Linked DNA regions of Zea mays: regions 2 and 3 are each linked to region 1. The links are chromatin contacts, called in public Hi-C maps. All regions are on one chromosome and are shown on one strand. Each heading gives the region's core, a stretch centred on a gene start, on an enhancer-like site or on the middle of the called end of the contact. The rest is flanking DNA. Distances are from core to core; before and after follow the strand shown.

Region 1 (3,381 bases), core at 559-3,058:
ACGACCCTAGGCGTCGCTTCCCCTGTTGAGGACATTGTGTCCCCCATCATTGTCTTTTGTGGGCGAAAGCCTGGTCCATCTCGGACCGGCGACGGTGGCGTCCTCGACGTCACTCCTTTCCTGAAGGCGTCGCTACTGAAGTTCGTCTCGGCTACGTCGTCGCCATCGGTGGTTGCTTTTGTCTTTCAGGCCCGGTTTGCGTGTGGAGGTGGGGTCTTGCATCGGGGAGTCAAAGCTGCTACGTCAGGGGATGTGGCTCGGCAACGATGACGTGGGGCAAGCCCCCCTCCTTTGTGGGCTGGTTTGCTTTGAAGTTGAGGCTGTTGGCGGAGGCGGGGCGGAGGATCAAGGTTTTGGAAGTCTTGCTGGTGAAGAATCAGAGTTGTCTCGAGTGGGACGTCTCGTGGCTTGGCAACGACAGCGTGTTGCAGTCTTCCTTCTCCTATGCCGGTGTTTGTAGCCGTCGTTGTGGTTTCTGTTGGCCATGTGCTGCCCGTCTTGAGGAGTTAGCTGCTCGTCACTTGTGTTGAGCTTGGCAATGATGACTCGGGATGGGTATTGTGTGTGGGGGGTTGCTGTTGTCTAGGTTGTTTGTGCGCCCTGTATTGTGTTGCCCAGTCTAGGTTTCTCCTTTTTAATATAATCGGCAAGCTTTGTCTGGTTCATTTCAAAAATATACCTAGTTCCTCAACCTTTTCCAAAGTGATGTTATATTGTATGACAAGATCACAAAAACAGCTTTTGGTTCCTATTTGACACCAAAACCCTGCCAAAAATTGATAATCAATTTGGCAACCTGTGAATTGGCCAAACATTTGCCAGAAAATAAACTATTATTGTAGGTGTGGGACATTTGCAAGAAAATAAACCACAACTGCAGGTGCATGGGGCATTTGAATGAAAACAAACTGGATCACATCTATGGATCTACCTAAAACACACAGCTAAGTAGTATAACAGATCCATACAAACGTACATGGTGTCTGCAGAAAATGCCGGCAGCAATTTGATTCATCAGCATCTCATATGAATCAGCATCGAAATAAGAAATCTGGTTGGTTACACTACAATTCAACCATAGACTGCTAATCGATATCACAAGTTCACAACACAGGATGCCCATAGTGTACACCATGGAAACCAAACTCAGATGCGGTGATGACTATGCACAAGTGGTACAGATCAGCATCAAGACACAGAATCCGCTTGGTTACAGCATAGTTCATTAATAAGGGCTGTGGATCAACATCGCAACACAGAATTCTGATGTAACACCATAGAGACCAAGCAATCAGAACCAGAGGCAGACACACAAATTATATAGAATCGGCATCAAAATGCAGAATCAGCTCGTGACACCACAATTTATCAATATGGGTTGCAGATCGACATCACAGCACAGAATTCCAACAGTATACACCATGCAAATCAAACAACCTGAACCTGAAACGACTTTGCGCACCCATCAAGCATACAATCTATATCCCAAGAGCAATTGTGCAGTCAGTATAGAGCAGGCAAAATTCGAACTCACTATAGGGTGTCAGGCGGTCCGATGATGGTGACCTGCCACTCGAAGATGTTGCTGTCGTCTACAAGCCCGGCGGAGAACCCATCCACGGGGTTCTTCGCAAGATCTGTGACAAGCAACAAAGAACGTTCGAGATATCAGGAGCCGATCGCGGCAAATCGAGGCGAAAAAGGAGGGGAGAGCAGAAGACCGTTCGGATCCGTACCCTTGAGCTGCTTCTGGAGCAGGAGGCTCGCCTGGCTAGCGCTGCTCGCCATGGCAAAGAAGCAGGGCTAGGGTTTTGGCGACGAGGAGTAGTTCGCCGCCCCCGGAGGAGCTGCTTTATTTATGGGGGCGAGAGCAGCTTTGGAAGAAGGCAACAGGCTGGAGATTTATAAAAAGCTTAAGCGAGTGGTTAGAGCACTCCAACAATACTTTTATCTTATAAAATACTATGTGAGTACCCATACGTTGCAACGGGAACATATAATAACATAATAACTTATATACAAAATGTGTCTTATATTGCTATAAAAAATATTTCATAATTCATTTGTAATCCTAGTCATACATAAATTTTGTTATTTTAACTTCACTACTCCATTGCAACCATCAGTATCATGCAGACTTCGATATATGCCACGATTTGCATGGTCTCGTTATTGAATAGTGTCGGCGTTTCGAGACCGGGGGGTCCTCGAGCCGACGAGTGAGTGTGCCGCGTGCCCCAGCCCAGATGGGTCGAGCGCGTGGGCGAGCGCGAAGGGGGGAGAGGCGAGGTGTCCGGAGACGGGCGTGAGAGAGGTGGAGATCCCGCGGCCTTCGTGTTCGTCCCGCGCCCAGGTCGGGTGCGCTTGCAGTAGGGGGTTACAAGCGTCCACGCGGGTGAGGGAAGCGAGCGGCCCCAAGAGAGCGCCTGTCCCGTCCTCGTCCCCGCGCGGCCAACCTTCTCTAAGAAGGCCCTGGTCCTTCCTTTTATAGGCGTAAGGAGAGGATCCAGGTGTACAATGGGGGTGTAGCAGAGTGCTACGTGTCTAGCGGAGGGAGAGCTAGCGCCCTAAGTACATGCCAATGTGGCAGCCGGAGAGATCTTGGCACCCTGCTGGCGTGATGTCGTGGCTGTCGGAGGAGCAACGGAGCCTGGCGGATGGACAGCTGTCGGAGCGGTCGAGTCCTTGCTGACGTCCCCCTGCTTCCGTAAGAGAGCTGAGAGCCGCCGTCGTCACAGAGCTTGTGGGGCGCCATCATTGCCCATCTGGCGGAGCTAGCCAGAGGGGACACTGGTCTTGTTCTTCGTGACCCGAGTCGGCTCGGGGTAGGATGATGATGGCGCTTCCCGTTGACGTGGCGGGCCTGTGCCCTAGGTCGGGCGACGTGGGGGCTCCTCCGAAGCCGAGGTCGAATCTGTCTTCCGTGGCCGAGGCCGAGGCCGAGCCCCTGGGTCGGGCGAGGCGGAGGTCGTTCGGCAGAGGCCAGGGCGGAGTCCGAGCCCTGGGGTCGGGCGAAGCGGAGTTCGTCGTCTTCCGGGTCTCAGCCCGAGTCCGAGCTCTGGGGTCGGGCGGAGCGGAGTTCGTCGTCTTCCGGGTCTTAGCCCGAGTCCGAGCCCTGGGGTCGGGCGGAGCGGAGTTCGCCGCCTTCCGGGTCTTAGCCCGAGTCCGAGCCCTGGGGTCGGGCGGAGCGGAGTTCGCCGCCTTCCGGGCCTTAGCCCGAGTCCGAGCCCTGGGGTCGGGCGGAGCGGAGTTCGTCGTCTTCCGGGGCTGAGCCTGAGTCCGAGCCCTGGGTCGGGCGGAGCGGAGCTTCCTATGGCGCCTTTGGCAAGGCCTGACTGCCTGTCAGACTCACTCTGTCGAGTGGCACTGCAGTCGGAGTGG
Region 2 (3,381 bases), core at 519-3,018, 200 kb after region 1:
TCCGCATAAACAGGTATCAGCAGACTGCATATCGAAACTTGTTTCATTGATCCACTCAACCAGACTTTACCTTGTGGCTCATTTAGAATTCAGTGTCTTGGTCCATTCACCCACATTTTTGCATCGTATCATTTGAGATTCATTTGTTTTCTCTGTTAAACCATGGTTCACATTGATTCATTTGAGGACATTATAAAAGTATGTTATAAGTGATACATGAATAAAAGGTGGTGAAGATGACAGCAAACAAGATGCCGAGCACTTAAACAACAGAAATGCAGGCGAAGTTTGCTTGTGGTGCGAGTGCAACTGGAGCTTCTTGATCATGAATGCATCACATCTGGTTTCAGGCGTCACATGATTTCCCTTCCGTAGTATCCCATTATATGTGTAGACTCTGAATGCTATTGTTTTTAAAAAAACGAGCAATAATATTATCTATGACAACGAGGGAAAGTAAAATGAACATCACTTATGAAAGCACGGTGTAATGAATAAAGAAACTATACTTTTTGTTTTTATTAAGAGCAAAGGGCAGGATAGCACATACTAATTTGACAAAACCAACCAGTGATCTTGCAATGTAACAAGGACCAATAACATTCTAACATGTCGTCTATGTGTAATTGGGTTGCTGTGGGTTAGTCGTCAGTGCTATTATGTTCTGGATTTGTGGGTTTTCCCTGTGTTTTAATCTGTGTCTCTGTAAGGTTTTCGGGCCTGGTGTACCTTATAAACTAGGCCAATCCTACTCTTCTTAATGCAAAGACAGAGTTCAGGCCATTATGTTAAAATAACATTCTAACATGGCTGCCAACCGAACCGAGTTTCAGAAGATGGGACAAATTGGTCGTTCATGTCATCCCGTGACACAAAGCAATCACATGAACTAAGTAAATAACAATATAAAACACACGGTTCAAGCACATGTCCATCAGTCCATGTCACCCATTTCCTCACTATTAGAAGACGACCAGGTGCCGGTTCCGATTGATCAACACCATTTAAAATAATGTAAAGAGCATGTTACACCATCTCAGCTCGACCACCATATGCAAAAGCATTACGCTCGCTGCTTATGATCATGCTTCGACCATTCTGTGATCAATACGGCCAAACATTTACGCCACATTGCAAGCTCCACGAACAAAATCAAAATGCTCCAACAAACGTGCACGGAGGAGGGAGACACTGACCGCGCCGGTGGAGTTGTCGGCGTCCATGTCGGCGCGGAGCCGCCTGTACAGTTGCGGGCTGCGGTACACCGACCCGAGCGGTTGGCGCGCGATTATCCGCGGCACGGCGTCGAGCGGGAGCGATCCCATGTATAGCAGCATCGCGGCGACGTATAGCAGCGGCGCGAAGAGGAACACCGCCTGCCGCCGCAGCAGTGTCGCGAGCACCGCCCTGGCCACCCTCCGCGCTACACCGCCGCCACGGTGGGCGACCCCCACCCGCGCTGCCGTCGCTGCTGAGGCCGCGATCCCCGGGATGCCCCTCGCCGAACCCGCCTTCGCGGGCGTCCAGCTGCCCCCGCCAGCGCCGGCCCCAGCCGGCCCCGGGGATGAAGGCGGCGGCGGCGGGAACGCCGCGGCGCCGAAGCTACCCAGGCGGCTGTACGCATGTCCCTGCATTGGGTCGGCGCCCCTCCCGAGCTAGGTCTAGGGGCCTCCCCCGCGCGCGATCGCTGCCACCCGCGCCGTGCAATGGGGGCGAGACGAGAGGGGGGCGGGGCGAGGAGGACGAGGTGGCGCGCGTGTGCAGGCGAACGAGGTGAGTGCGCGCACGCGTGAGCGTGACCGACCGAGGGCGGCGTGGCGAGGTGGCGTCGCGGTCGCAGTTGCGGCCAGTGCGAGTCGAGTCGGGATCGCCTGGTTTTGGGCTTTCGAAAAGCGCTTGGGTCCCTGACGTTTTGACGCGGACGAGATACAACGATTGTTGGCCACTGTGAGTCTGTGATTCAAACGAACGTACTGCATGAATTAGGACAACTATAAGCAGCAGGCGGTATGTGATTTACGGCGTGTTATGCGCCAACGCCTAAGGCTGGCTCCAACAGGAGCCAGGCAAATACGGCAGTCATTTGACTATTTAGCTGTCTTTTTTGTTTTTGGCTGCCAAGCTATATCATCGAGGTATCAAACAGAGATATTTTCTCTTATACCGTTGTCATCAATAGTTGTAGAGTTGAACTGGTTGATTGTGGAGACATACTGTCAGAGAGAGCAACGTGATAGCTGCCCACCACAGTACCAGTGAAATTGGCTGGTTCTTTCTCCTACCGTCATTTTGGCTGGCTCAAATGGCTCCTTTATTGGAGGTCAGTTTCTTATGCTACAGTACCACGTTGGCAGACAAAATGACTTTGGCTGTCCATTTGGCTGGTCTGTTGGAGTAAGTTTAAGTGTCTCATGTGCTCGTAGTAGCAAGCTAGTCAAAATAACAAAGGTATGTCAACATCACCATGGTCATGGGCACACATTGCACATTGGTTAAGGAATTCTTGCGCTCCAAGAAAATAATGAAGGTTCGAATGAACATCATGTGTCTTGGCTACTTTAGAATTTAGTATATAGATCTATGGATGCAAGTTTATGCTTAAATGGCATCACATCCAAGGACTGACACACACTTGGCAGTAGGCTGAAGAAAAGGATTAATGTTTTCTCCATGCCCCTAAGGGCCAAAGCTATCTTGTCTTGCATAAACAAAAAAAAATATATGTTGCCAGTTCGTGCTAAACTTGTACCGCAAGTAGAGATGACAGTCGCACCAACAACTTCATCGTCACCATCGAGGGGTGGTGCACGGGTGAGACCCCGTGCAGCCTCCTTGCTTCACAGACGTCGTCGACACCATAACTAGGGCGCTCAGAGAGCTATAGAGCTCCACGCCTTGGAGACTCAAACCTCTAGGAGTAAGCAACTCACAGACTTCAATAGTGGGTGCATGTGGCGCCACCTCAGTGCCTTCCTAGGGGCACAATTGTCCCAGGAAGACATACAACATGATCTTGTCTCCATCATCAATATGTGAGCCTAACTCTCCAGTGGAGCACCACTCTCCTCGGTGTGTCTATGAAGACAATAGAGATGGGGGCTCCTGCGGCTACCATCCTCGATATGGCGCATGTTACGACAACGATGAGGCGAAGGGCAAGCCCTGGCTCTCTAGGACCAAGAGTTTTCTTTTTGCACATTGAAATGCGGCGTTCCCACCACAATTATAATCCTAGTCAACGTACCTAAGTTTGTTGGAGAGATGAACCTTAACATCTGGTTGGAAGATTATTGGATCGCATGCCGAACTGAGGAGTGGGTGATGACCTTTTCATCATCTGCAGCCTACCTATATTTGTGACCAACTTTGCCAGGACATGGC
Region 3 (3,381 bases), core at 638-3,137, 130 kb after region 1:
TGAGACATGTTTTCAAAGATAAAGTTTTCAGATTAGGTTGGAACCATAGCATACAATTCACGGTAATGGATCAAAGATAAATGAACAAAGGCCGGAGCAACCCAAAGCAAAAGATTCACAAACCATGGATGCATTAGAATAAGAGCAAGATCCCATAAATTGGTTCGATACATAAACCCTGGATGCATTGGAAGGAGCAAAATCCCATGAGCTGGTTCGATACATAATACTTTGACATGTCTATTAGGTTCTACATGTATGGAAAATCAGACACTGGAACATAATCTCTGGCAGCCAGCTCCATGAACTTGAAATGCTCTCTATTTCTTTTTGTCAGTGTGCGTACCAGCCGACCTGCAGATCCCAACAGAAAATTAAGTTATAGATATACTGACAGTTATACCGTACAAAGAAGGATCTTTTCTATTAAGTCAACATAAAATTCAAAAATATTACTAAATGTCAACATAAAATTCAAAAATATTACTAAATGTCAACATAAAATTCAAAATATTAAAATTCATTACTATTAGAAGTATAACAAATGGTGCAAGGATAGTGTCAATTTAAACTAGGCAAAGTATATAATTGATCAGATAGTAGAAATTCAAGACGTGTTTACATATGCAGATCAGACAAGATTCGGATAGTATACCACAGTATGTACAGTCAATATGCGCTAGTCTCTACACAAACTCAAGTGGCAGAATCAATATGCAGAACTTTGATTGATGTGCATTAATGAAAAAATCATTTGGCTAACAATTAATCATAATTATGCAACAAATTAGCAGAGGCAATGAATTAACCATGCCAAAGCATTTGAAAGACAAGCTACCAAGCAATATTTTTGTTTTATCACAATAAAGTTCCACATTTACAAACCTCATCTTCCTGAGGACGCCCGCCATCTCCTCTCTCTTCTTCTTTGCCCTCTTGTGAGTTCCAAGCTTTCTCTTAGCAAGCTTCAGGGCACGCTTGTCCTTGCCAACCTTCAGAAGCTCAGTGATACGCTTCTCATAAGGAGCAAACCCAGCAACCTCTCTGATCAGGCCCCTGACCATAGACACCCTCTTCGTTGATTTCTGAACAACAAAATAACTTGGAATGAAGGACACAGAAAACAATCAAGTGCAAAGATATGTAAATCTACCGCATACTTGTGCTAATCATTTACATGTACAGACACAATCATGGCTTTTACAAGATTAATAAATAAAACCAAATATAGAGCGTAGAAAAACCAAATATTTCCAAGTAGAAACAATGATCACATAGGAAAAAGTTCTACTTAAAACAAAACATACATCTATAATAAACTTGCGGTTCTTCGAACCTGTAGACCAACATGCCTAACACTATTCACAGCAAACAAACCTTCCATCCGCATGAAGTACAGTGGAACTCCTACACTATCATTGCAGATCCGTCGAATTGTGTTTTGTTGAGTTGTAGAAATGAACAAGGACAAGACTTAAAACCAAACCTACACAACCGTATAAAGACTTTCACCGCACAGTTTATCAACTAGTAAGATATCTGCTTCTCTGCATCCTAAACCCCACAACATCTAACACTTAATCACACCACCAATACCACCCGCGATATCAAAATGATGACCAGCAAAAGGCTGAAGGTTGGCTTACCCCCTTGCGGTGGCACGGGCGGGGAGGCAGCTCGCGCTTGGTGACGACATGACCCTTGTTGATGCCAACGAAAAGGCCCGACTTTGGCTGCGGCGGCGCCATGAGTACGAACCCTTTCCTGTGCGCCAAACAAAGAAGCGAGGATGAGGGCATACGCAAGGAGAGAAAGTAGGTTTCAGATCGCGGCGGCGGCGGCGGCGGCGCGGGGCTGGCTTACCTTACCTGGAGAAGTGAACCGACGGCTACCGACGAGAAACCCTAGTGGAGTGGGGTCTTTATATAGGCGGCGCGGAGACGGCGTCGCGGCTGGATGATAGTAGGCTGGGCTGAGATTGTTTCATTCTCCTTTCCAGGCCATTTCTGTTCTATGGGCTCAGGTTTTTGGATTGTGATTAAGTCGGGCTATTGTAGGTCGTTATATGGTTTCGTTCCTTCGAGCTGGCCGACCTCTGCAGTCGTAAACTTAGGTAGGGCCTCTTTGGCAACACATTACTAGACAATATCATGGTATTTGAGTATATTATGGTATTTTAGATCAGATGTGTTTCAAGCACATATAAAAACTTTGTATTTTGAACTATGGTTTTACCAAAACCATAATATTTTTTGGGTAAAAAAAAAATTAGTCCAGACCAAAGTTTTTGGCTTGCACGCAGTTGTAGTCTTCTCTCCTCCTACACTTCAACTGAAATATTTTGTCTCCAAACATGTATTGGGTTGGACTGATGTAAAAAAATACTATAGTTATGTCATGGTATACAGTAAATGGTGGTATTATAAACTGCGGTTTTGAAAAACAAAGTTCCCAAATAGGTATGTAGTGTTTTGCGAAGTTAGTTGGTATGGAACGGCTTCATTCTAGATAGCGGCTCCGTCCAAAAGGTTTTGAAGAGTTGGATGGTTCGACATTTAAGCATATTTTTTCCTTTTTTGAGTCACTCTATCCTACATGTAACCAATTCAAGCAACAACAAACTGAGAACATAATGGCTTCATCCCACCATACTCTAGAACCAAACACTATGAAAGCATCTAGGCCCCTGGTTGGTTTTAGTGATTAATGACAACGTAATATTATATGTGACTAACGTGTGTTTTGCAGAGCAAATGGTAAGTTAGGTCGCATTACAGGAAGTTGTACTACAACGGTGAAAACAATCTCTGAGATGAGAACTTAAGCGACGGCTGAAACGACGAATCAAAAGATGAAGATCTTCGTATTCCGAGTGTCGAAGGAGTTGCGGACACTCGGTATAGAATTAGGTCTTCTATTTTATTTTAGTCGTACTATAAAGAGGGGTTGTGGATGAGTAGTTTGATCAAGAGAATGCTAGTATAGAGTTGGTGCATATTCACACTCACATCCAGTGTTAGGTGTCACTCTATAACACACTCATGAGTTAGAACGGAAACCGTTTCAAAAAAACAAAAGGAAAAAGAAGTTAGGGTTTCTGTCTTAAGGGCACCGGACTGTTCGGTGCACACTCTGACAGTCGGGCTAGCGAGCCCAACGGCTAGCTATCAGAACTAGTCGTTGGAGTCGACTGTTGGCGCACCGGTGGCGAACCGGACTGTCCGGTGCGCCCATGCGCAGAACACCCTGGTAACGGCTAGTTTGGTGGGGTGGGGCTATTTATACCACCTCCACCTACCATATTGAGTGTCTTGATGCCCACATTGATGACCATACATTGCTAGAGTATTGTAAGCACCACAAAGCATAGTGAAGTGATTA

What was found. A called contact is a pair of places that touch in the nucleus more often than the background predicts.
Region 2: a Hi-C map of endosperm shows a contact between it and region 1, with 2.3 times the contacts expected there. The contact joins the promoter of LOC103630435 here to the promoter of LOC542600 in region 1. A contact is called at or near these places in 4 of 25 Hi-C or Micro-C datasets (ear, endosperm, leaf and 1 more).
Region 3: a Hi-C map of endosperm shows a contact between it and region 1, with 2.8 times the contacts expected there. The contact joins the promoter of LOC103504721 here to the promoter of LOC542600 in region 1. A contact is called at or near these places in 3 of 25 Hi-C or Micro-C datasets (ear, endosperm and leaf).

What each region holds. Positions count from the first base shown.
Region 1 is chr6:162,927,858-162,931,238 of Zm-B73-REFERENCE-NAM-5.0, reverse strand. LOC542600 (ubiquitin-conjugating enzyme protein E2) reads right to left here and starts at 1,808. Exons shown (of 6, transcript NM_001112135.1): 1 at 1,737-1,808; 2 at 1,535-1,637. The coding sequence starts at 1,788.
Region 2 is chr6:162,727,527-162,730,907 of Zm-B73-REFERENCE-NAM-5.0, reverse strand. It overlaps LOC103630435, which reads right to left and starts at 1,768. Exons shown (of 10, transcript XM_008651490.4): 1 at 1,197-1,768. The coding sequence starts at 1,634.
Region 3 is chr6:162,796,442-162,799,822 of Zm-B73-REFERENCE-NAM-5.0, reverse strand. LOC103504721 (60S ribosomal protein L36-like) reads right to left here and starts at 1,887. Exons shown (of 4, transcript NM_001297629.1): 1 at 1,869-1,887; 2 at 1,647-1,764; 3 at 886-1,085; 4 at 117-354. The coding sequence starts at 1,748. The coding sequence ends at 321.